Regions from separate parts of the Oryza sativa genome. Here region 2 is linked to region 1. Evidence: chromatin contacts called from public HiCAR-type data. All regions are on one chromosome and are shown on one strand. Each heading gives the region's core, a stretch centred on a gene start, on an enhancer-like site or on the middle of the called end of the contact. The rest is flanking DNA. Distances are from core to core; before and after follow the strand shown. Region 1 holds the start of LOC4345775. Region 2 holds the start of LOC4345787 (glutamate decarboxylase 1).

Region 1 (7,496 bases), core at 4,089-6,588:
GCAACATGATTTCAGCAATAATTAGACAAGATTTCATTTCACAAAATTTCAACATACTTTCATGGAGATATCACTGAATTTCAACACAATTTCAGCTATAGCAAACATTACAAAGTCCAGTAGCGCCAGCCAACCGCCCTTGCATCTCCTCCAGCACCGTTTGCCCTGCTGCATCTATGCCTCCTCCAGCACCGCTGGCCCCTAACAGCCCCTGCGCCAACCTTCCCCTTCACGCCTTCCCTTCCCCAGCCGTACTCACCCAGTCCTGAGCTCCCCGTCGCGCCGGACCGTGCAGGCCCGCAGTTGCCAACGGGCCTCCTGACCAAGGTCGCGCCTCTTCTTCGCGCTGCCGCCGCACCTCCCTGCGCACCGGCCAATGGTTGTCGCTGTCGCGCTGGCCCGCGGTAGAGCCGCGCGGACCCACGGCTGTTGCCGCGCCTCCTGCGTGCTGGCCAACGGTCGCCGCCGCCGTGCTGGCCCGCGGTTGAGCCGCGTCGACCCGCGGTCGCCGCCGCACCTCCTGCATGCCGGCCAGTGGTCGCCGTTGCCGCGCCCACCCTGCTGTTGCGCCGCCACCGCCACTCGCTAGGCCGTGCTGGAGATGGGGAATACACGGCTTCAATCTGATTCACACAACTGCTTAGTGATTTACTCACAGGGGGTATAACAGTCATTCACAAATTGCAAAATCATTTTTTTTATTTTGCTTTCCCTTTGCTTATCTAAAAATTCTGGCCCCACCTAACCACCGTCAAAACCAGGGGCAAACGGCTGCTTCACTTTTAAAAAGTAGGGACAAAATCACAAACCCTAAAAAGTATGGGCAAAATCACAATTGGATTACAAAGCAAGGGCAAGAACACAATTGCCCCTTTTTTTAAAGATCATCACAACAAATTTGGCTCTGTTATCTGTGGGGAAATACCTAATGAGAATCATCAAATAAGTGAAAACATGTAAAAATGGGTTCTAAAATTTTAATTTTTAATAAAATATAAAAAATAGGTGCGTATGAAATATATTCCCATTAAATCCTAAATCTAAACTCAACTTTATTTTGAGAAAAAAAATAAATTTCAGATGAATAGTGTTATGTTTCTCTATATCTTAAATTTATCTTACATTATATGGCAGGTAGAGGAGATGATTTCTGAAACCAAAACGCACACAACAAACAAGAGATCAAGCATCTGGAAGCGTAATGTCCCACAAGGGCATCATCACTCACGCAACATTCAATTGAGCATTGAATACGCAACATTCAACAAACAGGCTTTTGCTGCATTTGAGCACTTCCTGTTGAGCTTCTTAACTCGATCGAACAACGGAGCCTGTGGCAGGGAGACCACCGGATAAAAACTCCACGACCTTCTCGTGGTGCCTAGTCCTACTGTCCTAGAGACTGATCCCTGCACAGGCGCACAGCCAACGACCAAGACAAACCAATCAATCAATCAGCGGGTCCAAGAGAGACCCAACCGGCAGGGAGATCGACGCGATGCCGATGGCGTGGCGGCGCCGCTAGCTGTAGGCATGTGCCACGGTGAGGCAGCGAGGTAGAGAGACCGGAAGAACCGTGGGAGGTGTATCGGCAGGCCTCGCCGGGAGAATTTACTATTGGTTATCCTCCTCCCAAAATGCATATGCCCAAATAACACTTTCCCAAATTTTCATTCTTATTTATCGCTTGGGCCCATATCTTTCTCATTTGATTGAATAAGATGTGAGACTGGGTAAGAGATGAGGCTGACAAGTGGACCCCTTTTAGCAAATGAGAATGGAAATTGAAGAGAGTGATATTGAGTAAGTGCATTTTGAGAGTGATGTTGAGTAAATGCTTCCCATTTCTTCAGTCCGCAACGTACGCCAGCGATTCGATCTGGTCTGGGACTCTGGGTGCGGACGCGAGAGACACGGTACATGAAGCACATAATTAATTATTAATCCCTAAATCCCCGCAAATCGTCGTCAAATCACGCAGACATGGCGTTCTCTATCGCCGGCGCCCGTGCCGGCGTCATCCCACTCCCTCCTACATGGGATCTCTCCGCCCCTCCGCCCATTCACTCGGCAGCATGGGCTTTGTTCGAAAGATCCATCGGCCAGTGGAACAATGACTACGCCATGACCACCGTCTTCACGAGGACAAGCAACGACCGAGACATCCTTGTCTCCCTCCGGCTCGCCGCACCGCCAGCTTCCTCCTGCGTCCAGTTCTACACCGATGACACCGGAGCCTATAGCATGGTGTGGCGCCACCAGCCCTCCCTGGTGACTGCAGACGGCGACCTCCTCGTCCACACGATCGTCAGCCCCGAACGAACGCCCAACTGCTACTTCCCTCTTGGACGACTTCTTCGTCTACAAGCCCGACGCCGACTAGCCATGGATACGGGCTCTGCCGCCTCTCACCGACTGGGTCGCCCAACTACCACCGTGGCATCATGTACTGCAAAATGTTAGCTACTGACGATGATGACGATGATGATGCGTCAATGCGGAGCTTGAGCTTGTATTCCTCCCTTTCTCTGGCATTGAGATGTGGTTCGACGGGGTTAGGCTAGACAGATGTATGTCCAAAATCATAGTACTAGAATGTGTCACATCCGGTACTAGGTTATTTTTTTATGGGACAGAGAGAGTACAAAATTGCCTCCGTTTGTAGGAGGCTGTCTAAAGTTCGTCGACGTTGACGACGGCTGCTTCCGATCCACCGAGCGATCACCCGGTTGTAGCCGTACTTTAGAAGTCGGTTAATGCAGGGGTCCCTTCTGTTTTACCTCTGCGAGGTCGTGGTAGCCAAATCTAGCGCGAGATATCCCCATTAGATCCCTAGCTTCCAGTATCGGTCCCGTGCTTATTTTTTATATCACATTGTAAATAACTTTTATTTCTCTTAATAGAAAAAAATATGCTTCTTGCGTATTCCCCAAAAACCCGGTTGCAGCATCACGACGTGGACACTCTGAAGCTGCCGTTGTTCGAGTGGGAGGTGGATGGCACGCTCCAGCTCGAGGAGGAGTTCTGGTCTCTCCCAAGCTACCAGGGATCACCTCTGCCACGGATTACGCCGACGTTCCCGGTCTTCAGCATGCACGAGGCCGACGTTCTCCACTTCATACTGGACAGACCTGGATATGATGACAAGTGTTGGGTGATTACTGTCGACATTAAGAACAAGTCCTCCTTGGGTAGTAGCAACGAATTTCGTGACTATCTCATGATCTCCACTGACCTTTCCAAATACTCCCTCCGTCCCAAAATGTAATTATTTTTAGCTATGAATCTACCTATGTGTTTAGATTTATAGCTAAAAATTATTATATTTTGGGACGGAGGTAGTACCTGAATATATACTCCAACACAGGTGATTAAATGCTTGCATGTATTTTAGTTGGAAGAGGAAGACTATTAATCTCTCTAGCCTTGCACTGAAGAGTTCAACTAGGTAGAATCTGGAGCCTAGTTGCTATTTGGACGGGTTATCAACAATAGGAGCCGACTGAGTGGGAGGAAGCACGGTCAGTTCAATATTGGTGGGAGAGTTTAGCAAATACACGCGGCGTCCCAAAAAAGGGCCTTCGATCCCTCATACTGCTAGTCGTCTGGAAAATCTGGAAGGAGAGGAACAGACGGATCTTCGACCACAAAGAGGCAGCAACAGGCTTCTCTAATCAAGAATCAAGGAGGAGGCTAGTCTTTGGGTTCTAGCGGGAGCTAAAAGATTGCGTGATCTAGTCCCGCACTATATATAGTGTATAGCTCATACTTCCCTTTCTTTACCCTTAGGGGTTGTATTTTTTTCCTGCTCTATTCAATGAAAAAGGCACACATGTGCTGTTTTCCGTTAAAAAAAAAAGAGTTCAAGTCTTCTAAATGTCTTTTGTACGCCCCTTCTCACAACTTTTTAAAGCCATTTATATGTACATAGTTATCCCAAAATAACGCGCGGTTATCATATCTAATACTATCTCCATATTTTAATGTATGACGCCGTTGACTTTTTATCTAACGTTTGACCATTCGTCTTATTAAAAAAAGTTATATAATTATCATTTATTTTATTGTGATTTGATTCATCATCAAATATTCTTTAAGCATGACATAAATATTTTCATATTTGTGCAAAAAAATGAATAAAACAAATGGTCAAACGTTGGTTAAAAAGTCAACGACGTTATATATAAAAATACGGAGGGAGTAGTAAACAATGAGATGCATTATTTTAAAAGAGAGATCGAACGAGGCTAAAGTGAACAATAAACCTGATTTCTTGAATTAACCATGAATACCTAATTTGTAACAGAGAATGCATGGCATCCACATAACAGAACAAACAAATTTCAGTGGAGCCCAACTAAAGTTTACCAAAGGAAAAGTTCTATAAAAAGGAATACCAAAAAAGTTGAACCTGCTTTCTGTTTTTCTGCTACTTCAGGAGAACGTTAATTACTGCGATGACTGATCAATCAACAGTTCTCACAAATGGCATCGAACGCAGCCAGCACTACCATTGACTAGGTAGTGCGCATGCAGTTACTCGAGGCTCCCAGCAATATTAGGTCCAAGCACTAATAATTAAGAAGCACATTGGTAGCACAGCTCAATGGCTTATAGTATAGGGACTCTGCCTCTCTCTGCCTCTTGTTAATTCCTGCAACATAAGTGAGATGTGCACATTCCAAGATTATGTAATTTGATTAGGTGAAGTGGTTAAAGCATTAGTGATTTCTATGTGCCGGTCCGAGTGGACTCTTCCCATCTCATAGAGTCATGGAGAATGTTCCTCTTTCAAGTGGCATATCAAAAACTAAAAGAGAGACTGAAGAGGCACACTATCTGAATTTTCGTTTATAAACGACTCCACATCCTGAAATATTTTGACATAGCAGATACTACAAGGTTTCAAAATACTGCAATATTTTGAAACATAAAGAGAGTGAGGTCTTGAGAGCTAGAATGGTCGCACACGAAAAAAAAAACACGAAATGTTAGAAGTATTTGTAAACTTCAGATGGTTAAAAATTGTTTCCGAATCTTCAAACCCATTCGCTCAGTGTTGCTAGCTTTCAAAAGAATGTGTGATTAATTAGTAAATTCTTGTCAACAAATGTTTATTAACGAGCAGTTTTAATTCATGCAGCTCTTTTCCATGCAAGAAACCACTAACTTTAAGTCTTTACTAGTAATCTTGAAATGGATAGTGATCTTTCAAAAAAAGAAAAAGGAGAACCTGAAGTGGAGTCCAAACTTCAAACACGTATGCATGCTTTTGCCGCCACCACGCACAGTGTTGGCGACAACCGTTGCAGCTGATCCACACACCTATTTAAGTCACTGAACAGCATCAGTGCACGCTGCCTGACCTCGACGCCGGCGCCGACGAGGACGCGCGCGCACAAGCTAGCAGCGTGCCGGCGACGAGGCCGTCAGCCATGGGCACGTTCCTTGGCCACTTCGTCCCAGGCCTCGCCTTCGCCATCCTCGGCTTGTGGCACGCGCTGAACACCGTCAGGGCGTACAAGCTCAAGGGCGCCTCCGGCTTCCGCGCCGCCGCGTGGTTCCCCTTCCCGTCGCCGGTGCCCGGCCTGAAGCACCTGGAGCTCTACCTCCTCCTCTCCTTCTCCGTGCTCGCCATCGTCGACCAGCTCGTCGACTTCCCACTGCTCTCGTTCACTATCCAGCCGGACGCCCTCGAGCACGCCACCATGTACCTCCACCTCGCCGTGTACGCGTCCGTGGCGCTCGCCGCCGACGGTGTCGCTGCGTCGTCCTCCCACCACGGCGGCGCGCAGGCGCAGCTCGGGGAAGTGGTGGCCGCGCTCGCCGCGTCGGTGTTCGGCCAGGAGCTGTTCCTGCTCAGGTTCCACTCCGCCGACCACGCGGGGCTCGAGGGGCACTACCACTGGCTGCTCCAGCTCGTGGTCACCGCTTCGCTGGTCTCCACCTCCGCCACCGTCGTCCTCCCGAGGAGCTTCGCCGTCGCGGTGGTCCGGTCGGCGTCGGTGCTGTTCCAGGGCCTGTGGTTCATCGTCATGGGCTTCGCGCTGTGGGTCCCTGCCCTCGTGCCGAGGGGTTGCCACGGCGCGGAGGCCGGCGGCGGCGCCATGCGGAGCGCGGTGGCGTGCCCGACGGACGAGGCGGCGCGGAGGGCGGTGGTGATGGCGAACCTGCAGTTCAGCTGGGTGCTCGCCGGCGTGTGGGCCGTGACGGCGTACCTGTGCCTCAGGGTGGGTGGATCCCGGAGCATGGAGTACAGGCAGATTCAGGCGCCTAGCGGCGGCGACGTCGGTGCCCTCGCCGGCGACGGGGACGCGACGCAGTCGCAGAAACGCGTGTTCCCCGTGTCAGACAACGTGTAGAAAGGGAGGAGATGTCGCGTGGCGGCAGCAAACACTTTGTTTGCACTGGTGGATGGCAGAAAACTGGGCCGAGGTTTTGTTGGGCCTCCAGATTCAGTGCCATTTGTCACTTGGGCCTTTTGTAATGTACTCTGCAATAAATTTGGGTGTATGGCCATTTTTATCTCTCCCGGCTTACTTTGAATGGAGGAATTTTAGAGGATTTTCGCAGGATCGAATCGGGCTAATTTACGTGAAATTCCTGCAAATACATGGATTCTAAAGGAGCCGAATAACTAGTTAAATTGCAACAAAAAAAATTCTTCATTCCTAAGGAGATCTTAAACTGTAAAAACTGAAGCACAATAGTTTGTATTATTGTGTTTCTCTGGTACATCTGGCACTGCAGCAGTCATACAGTCTTACTACTACCACTGCTGCTGATGCTAACCATTGGTTTTTAGATCGGACAAGTTGGAAACGCCTACCAGTTGCCTGCAGAAGCTCTTATTCAGAAAAGGCAGCTGTTGATCAGGGGAAAACGGGAAATGGTGAGCAAAACCGCGGTCTCTCTGCTGAGAAGCACACAGAATCTTGTTCCACGGGATTAACTAGCTAGAGACCTATCGAAAAAATTACTCGTAACTAGCTAGGGCTTTTTGGAAAGTGTTAGCGTCCTCATCTAAATCTCTCCTTAGATTAACTTAAAGAAGAGTTCCTGGATTGATCTAGACGTTTACTTTCGAGCGAGCGCGCGATTCCTGCGTGCATGGTTAGATTGCTTAGGTCTATCTGAAGAATATATGCTAGCTAAGCTGTGATTTAGATGAATCAACTAGGTGCTACATAGCCAAAATATTATGGATTGAAAATCCGATACTCGGAGTACACGTGTTCTGCCTCCAACAATTCAAGCATATGTACAAAATTACCGTGAAAGGCCATGTAGCCTAGTGGTTGCAGTGACATGAGTACTACCCTAAGATCCTGAGTTTAAATCTTTATAGGAGCGAATTTCAGTTTAGGTTATTTGCTGAGCTTGCCACATCAACCAATCAGCTCTGACTCCAACCATCACACCGTCTTGTTGTTGTACCAAGGTGGCATCGTGCACCGCAACTCCACCATCTCAAACACCTCCTATAATAAGTTTCT
Region 2 (7,223 bases), core at 1,309-3,808, 170 kb before region 1:
TCAATGTTCAAAACAACCCTTGATCTTTAGATGACATACACCTACTAGAACATGAACATTGGGCTAAATGTTCTATGTTTTTGGAGCTTGGGGACCAAAAGTTTTAGGCGAGTGTTATTTGTTCCAAGACTAGTGCTACTGTAAGTTTTGTTTTTGAGACTAGATGTTCTACATAATACACTAGGTTTGGCAAGAGGCTTGATCCAAGGTTCTAGATAAGATACTCTGCCAAGCAAAAAGAGTTGACAGGAAGTTCTTGTCCCTATAGCTAAAACTTTTGGCTTTTAAATCAATCCATCTATGAGCAACGACTAGTTTTCTATGGGCTTGGGTATTTGACTCCCCATCCACCTGTTTTCAAGGGGCTGACTATTCCCAAAACTGAAACACACTTCATAGCTTTCAAGAGTTTCCCCTCCTCCGCGACCTTAGATCTAGTGAATCTTTTGAGTTGGATTGAGTTAGATTGAAAAGCAAGTGAGGTTCGAGATTCATCCTTGAGCACTTGAGATTGACACCAAGAGCATTCGTCCTCCTAGCCAAGCCAGCTATGCAGTATTGTCCGTGAACATTTGTCAATTGTGGAATATCTTATAAGTTTCTTAAGGTGCTACCTCGCCTCTACATCAAAAAGGGGTAAAAGAGTGAAAACCAGGTTTAACCTTCATGGTCACCAGGTGAGATTTAGGGATGAGAGAACTTGGCTCTTCGAAGTTTCTCGGGAAGATGTAAGACCCGTGGATCCAAACTTAAGTAAATAAATATGTTCTCCTCTTCCCCTTTACCTTTTTTTTTTTGTTCTTTGGCTCAATCTATGTTGTTTGAGGTTGAGATGGTTGGTGATCTTGTTTAGTGCTTGTGTATTTGCTTGTCACCTCTTAGTTCTCGTAGTTTAGTTTTTTGAGTTTGGGTGTGTTTTATCTCGTGTTGGTTTGTTTTCTCTATGCGTTGACCAAATTATTTGAGTTGAGACTAGAAGTTCTGGATTTGACCAAAAGTTTTGCTATGTACTAATCCCACTAGGTAGTAATTTCTAACCTGCCAGAGCTTTCGGAATTTCTTAAATCTATCACTGTAGTTAAATCTACGATATTGTCAATATCCCCTAAAGAAATCTTATCTACCTCCCGGTTTAATGCAATAGCTACCTGCATGGGATTTACAGGTTATTCCATAGATAAGGCTGCAGCCCAAATATGGATTTTAATCTCTCGGGTGGACATCCACCCGCTTCTTACATGTTAACTAAACGATTATAATTTTTTTTAAAAAAAATAACAAAATAAATTAATATATAATATATCACTCCACAAATATGCAAGTTCGAATTCGACTTTTATAAGTTGTATCAAAAAATAATAAATTAAATTGTAACTAGTATACACATATTCACAATTAAATTTATTATTTTTGTTACAACTTACAAAAGTTGAATTTGAATTTGTATTTTTGTGAAGTGATATATTACATATTAATCTATTTTATTAACAATAATTTAAATATTTTCATAACCATTTAGTTACTAATAACGGGTGCACATCTACTCGAGGGTAGTTTTTCACTACAGGTTGCTGCTTCATAAAGGATTGGCTACGTAATTATTCCTTCTGGGTGCAGCACTGTAGCATCATGGCAGCCGACTAGCTCCATAGCCACAGACAATCCGTTTTTACATCAGAGCAAAGCTGCCGACACATTGTTCCTGAGGCCACCGAAGGCAGCGATTGGCACCATTTACACCAACTACAGAGACAGCAAGATCGGCTACGGCTGTGTTCGTTTGGAGAACAAAGCGAGTGAGTTTATTTCATTTTCCACGCGCACGTTTCCGAACTACTAAACGGTGTGTTTTTTGCAAAAAATTTCTATAGGAAAGTTGCTTTAAAAAATCATATTAATCTATTTTTAAAGTTTAAAATAGTTAATACTTAATTAATCATACGTTAATGGCTCATCTCGTTTTACGTCTCATTCTTCTCAAACACACGACGTCGCCAAAAGCAGTGACATATATCTGCCTGATTGATTAATCGGATGGACGATCGATGGCGCCTGCCTTCTCGAACAAGCGGGCCGGGTGGCGATTCTCTTTGTAACCATCATATATTTTCCTCCAGAACTTTGATCGACTTGGCTACATCATCGCGAACTCCATATATAATAAAGCTCGCGAAAGCGAAACTGACATGCACCATCGGATCGATCGCGCCTGGGAATTCCTCCACTCGATAAAGGTGGTGCTGAATCTCCTGAGGATGAACACGAAGATAAAGATTGATTGTTCCACATGATTAATTAAGTTTTAATTATTATAAATTTAAAAAATAAATTAATCTTATATTTTAGAGTAACTTTCATTCACACGAAATATACCGTTTAGCAGTTTGAAGAGTGTGCCACGGATATACGAAATTTCATCACCTCTTATTGGAGAAACAAACGCAGCCCCGACACCGGGACAACTCGGAGCGCGGGCGCCTCGCCGTGCCGACGCGTGCCTCGCCAACGTGTCGCAACGCCTCACTAAACAAAGCGGCCACACCACCACACGGCATCCGAAGAAGCCCACGTCCCCGTCGCGCCCGGGCCCCGAGTTGTCTCCCACTCGCCACTCGCGGCGTCACACGCACACCTCACACCACCACCACCACCAGAAGCAGCGTCGCGAAGAACTCGATTCCCTCGTCCGCGTCCCGCGCGCGGCCGGCGTCGCTGTCCCGGTGAACCGCCCGCAACAGCGATGGTGGTGAGCGTGGCCGCGACCGACTCGGACACGGCCCAGCCGGTGCAGTACTCCACCTTCTTCGCCTCCCGCTACGTCCGCGACCCGCTCCCGCGGTTAGTACTTAGCACCACCACCACCACGTCGTTTCATCTCAGCAGACATCAGTTGTTGTCACTTCTAATCTTCCACTATTAGTAGTACGGTTGCCACACTGCTAGCCAATCCACTTCGATTGGTTCCACCGCGCCTACCGAGTTTCCCTTGCTAGGCAGTAGAGAGAGTCTGTGATCGAGAGAGAAGAGGATCGAGCAGCTAGCAAGCCGGCGGGCGCCATGGTGCTCTCGCACGCGAGCTCCGGCCGGGACGACGCCGTGCGCTGCACCTTCGCGACGCGCTACGCCTGCGAGACGCTGCCGCGGTGCTGGCTGCATGCTCCGATCTCTCGGTTGGGTTTTGGCCAATTTGGGCGCCGCGCGGGGCTGTGCTGATCGATCGATTGCTTCGTTGTTGAGTGTGCAGGTTCAGGATGCCGGAGCAGTCGATCCCGAGGGAGGCGGCGTACCAGATCATCAACGACGAGCTGATGCTGGACGGGAACCCGCGGCTGAACCTGGCGTCCTTCGTCACCACGTGGATGGAGCCCGAGTGCGACAAGCTCATCATGGACTCCGTTAACAAGAACTACGTCGACATGGACGAGTACCCTGTCACCACGGAGCTCCAGGTCGGAATTAAACCACATGGGATCTTTCTTCTATTTTGTTCTCCGGGCTGATAATACTTGCCCTTTTGGACAAGGGTGAAGTCAAACTTTAGAATCTTTGATTATAAATCATTTTTAAAATATTTGTCTTTTAAATATGGTGACTATTATGGTGACTATATGTATAGATTAGTCTTAAAAATTATTTTAATAAGATCATATATTTGCTAACAATTTTATACATATTATAATAAAAAATAATAGTTAAAGTTGTTTTTTTTGGAGACCGTGCCCTTGTCCAAAACGACAAGTATTATCAACCCGGAGGGAGAACATATATATGGGGGGAATCCTGTTTCAACACAAGTAATGTTACGTACTCCCGTTGTGAGATTTGCTTTGAGATTCGCGCACCAGCATAGTTGATTGAATTCCTCTGTTTAGTTCAGCTCTAGTCTTAAGGAATAATTAATTTTGTGGAACTAATTAGTACAGCTCTAGTACTCCACTTCGCAAGGATGGAAGGATAAGGATCCTAACACCTGTTATTTGGGCAGTTGATAGCTGATCATAATTAGGTTATGGACAAGTTATGACACATCATACTTTTTGATGTGATTGGACTTTTCTGGGTCCATAACCAACAATCCTGGACAGTTTTCAGCTTGTTGCTGATCACAACATTTTTACTGAATATGTTCTAGAAAGAACATTTTTGTTTACTGAATGTAGAAAAGGGGAAGTTTTACCATTCACCTTGTATTCAAAATGACTCCAACCATGCCAGCAGGGAATTGGAAATTCAGATTCATCTTTATGGAACTGCCATTTGATGTTAGAGAGTACTGCTACATACGGATAACAATGGCATTTTATCAAACCTTTGTTTTGTGAGATTTTTTTTTTGCTGTTCTTAAAGGGAAAGGGAGATACTAAGAGGTATCACATTTTTTGCTGTAATTTCTTTTTAAGTTGAAACTGAAACCACATTCAAATAAAGTTCTACTGCTCTCTTCTCACTGTACATTTGTATTATTTGGAAAGTTAACTTACTGGCTATTTATTGATTTTTACCAGGGCTTTTTTTTATCATGTTTCAGCTTTTTTTGTTAACACACAGTCTTGATTTAGTCATTTTTTAGTCAAGCTAATGACATATTCATTCAGAAAAAAAGAATAATAGCTACATCTAACTATTGTTTGCTGACTACTTGCATGTACTTTTGCAGAACCGTTGTGTGAATATGATAGCTCACCTGTTCAATGCACCAATCAAGGAGGATGAAACAGCTATTGGAGTTGGGACGGTGGGATCCTCAGAAGCAATTATGCTTGCAGGACTGGCATTCAAGAGGAAGTGGCAAAACAAACGGAAGGAACAGGGGAAGCCATGTGACAAACCCAACATTGTTACTGGTGCTAATGTTCAGGTATTTTTGTTTCATTGTCATGTGAAGTGTTTTTATCTTAGCCATTATAGTTATCTAAGAAAAAGGCCTGTGGTGATTCCCCGTGTTCCTAGGTTTGCTGGGAGAAATTTGCCAGATATTTTGAAGTAGAACTGAAGGAGGTTAAGCTCAGTGAAGGATACTATGTCATGGATCCTGTAAAGGCTGTTGAAATGGTGGATGAGAACACTATATGCGTTGCGGCCATCTTGGGCTCTACTCTCACTGGAGAGTTTGAGGATGTTAAGTTATTGAATAATCTCCTAACAGAAAAGAATAAGGAAACTGGGTATGCATTTTATCTGTTCTTTAGTCAATCAACTATCTGCGCAATGCAACAGCTAGCAATATGCATGCTTTAGGTTGTCTCTGGAGGTCGATCGGTATGACCAGGAAAACTGGTAACCTGTTGTGACCAGATTACTTAACTATTCTTTTGTCAATCCCTCATTACTTGTTTTTATGCTCAGCTGTGTGTGCCAAAAGAAAACAAAAATGTATACAAATTTTTTATTTGCAACTCATCTTACATAAATTGGCCACACTTCTTGCAAGGTAGTTAATCTGTTACACAAAACATGCAGGTGGGATGTGCCAATTCATGTTGATGCAGCAAGTGGAGGATTTATAGCACCTTTTCTATACCCTGAGCTTGAATGGGACTTCAGGCTACCACTGGTGAAGAGCATCAATGTCAGTGGGCACAAGTATGGCCTTGTGTATCCAGGTGTTGGTTGGGTCATTTGGCGAAGCAAAGAGGATTTGCCTGAAGAACTCATTTTCCATATAAACTATCTGGGGACAGACCAGCCGACGTTCACTCTGAACTTCTCCAAAGGTACATACATTTTCTTGTAGTTTCATCACCAAACTTTAATTCTTTTGTATTTCAACAAACCAAGTTCAAGGCAATATTGTGTAGGTTCCAGCCAGATAATCGCACAGTACTATCAACTAATACGCCTGGGATTCGAGGTACTTTACTTTTCTTCATATCCCTCATGGAAACTGCAGAACATTTTCTTTGCCGAGCCGGCGGCAAGGACCCGCTGCCAGTTTATTAAGATTGGGACAGGTTTTTGACAAGAACAACAAACATGGTTGTTGTGACTTCAGAAACCAGATAGTATCCACGCAGGCGCTCATATAAACGCTCTTCCTCACATAAAAAAGAGAGTTTCTGGCCATTTAGAACTATTTTGGTTTCTTTCTGCAGGGATACAAGAACATCATGCAGAATTGCATGGAGAACACAGCAATACTAAGGGAAGGCATAGAGGCGACTGGTCGATTCGAAATCCTCTCCAAGGAGGCCGGTGTGCCCTTGGTGGCGTTCTCGCTCAAGGACAGCGGCAGGTACACCGTGTTCGACATCTCCGAGCACCTGAGGAGGTTCGGCTGGATCGTGCCGGCGTACACCATGCCGGCCAACGCCGAGCACGTCGCCGTCCTCCGCGTCGTCATCAGGGAGGACTTCAGCCGGAGCCTCGCCGAGCGGCTCGTCTCGGACATCGTCAAGATCCTGCACGAGCTGGACGCCCATTCGGCCCAGGTGCTGAAGATCTCCAGCGCCATCGCGAAGCAGCAATCGGGCGACGATGGCGTGGTCACCAAGAAGAGCGTCCTGGAGACCGAGAGGGAGATCTTCGCGTACTGGAGGGACCAGGTGAAGAAGAAGCAGACCGGAATCTGCTAGTGTGGCTCTGTGAGAAATGCTTGAATAACGTGGCATGCTCGATTTGTGCATGGGATGGCCGGATCGGATGGGACTGACTGGCGGTGTACGGACATGGCTGCCCTTGTTCTTATGTTGAACTGTTGATGTAGAAAAATGTGTGGCCTTTGTATGGTTGTAAGCCATCTACGTACCATGGACTTCAGCTATTTGGTGGTTTGTTTTCAACTTTTCCATGTACACCTGGGGCTTGCCAATCTCCTTCCTCCTCTTTTTAATCTCTATAATTATGGGCAAAGTTTTATTATTATTTAGGACGAAATAACCAATCGATTCAACTTGACATACCATCTTTTAATAATAGAAATGGATTACATTTCCAGCTTCTATCATGAGACACAGAGCTATAAGTTTGTTAAAAAAAGGGTAAGATAAAAATAAATCAAAATGAGAAAAGACACACAGAGCCATAAGTTTGTTAAAAAAAGGGTAAGATAAAAATAAATCAAAATGAGAAAAGACACAGAGCCATAAGTTTGGCTAAAAAAGGGTAAGATAAAAATAAATTAAAATGAGAAAAAGGGTGATGGCACAGAGCCATAAGTTTATTAAAAAAAAAGGTAAGATCAAAGTGAGAAAAAGGGTGTATGGCTAAAAAAGGGTAAGATAAAA

Evidence for each region. HiCAR-type assays count read pairs that join an accessible place to other places.
Region 2: a HiCAR-type map of leaf shows a contact between it and region 1, with 2.0 times the contacts expected there. The contact joins the promoter of LOC4345787 here to the promoter of LOC4345775 in region 1. A contact is called at or near these places in 4 of 15 Hi-C or Micro-C datasets (leaf, panicle and an unstated tissue) and 1 of 4 datasets of contacts at active chromatin or transcription factors (leaf).

Annotation. Positions count from the first base shown.
Region 1 is chr8:22,853,473-22,860,968 of ASM3414082v1, reverse strand. LOC4345775 reads left to right here and starts at 5,338. Exons shown (of 1, transcript XM_015793228.2): 1 at 5,338-6,527. The coding sequence starts at 5,436. The coding sequence ends at 6,362.
Region 2 is chr8:23,017,721-23,024,943 of ASM3414082v1, reverse strand. It overlaps LOC4345787 (glutamate decarboxylase 1), which reads left to right and starts at 2,558. Exons shown (of 7, transcript XM_015794637.3): 1 at 2,558-2,838; 2 at 3,245-3,449; 3 at 4,658-4,858; 4 at 4,951-5,165; 5 at 5,461-5,714; 6 at 5,799-5,851; 7 at 6,093-6,791. The coding sequence starts at 2,741. The coding sequence ends at 6,572.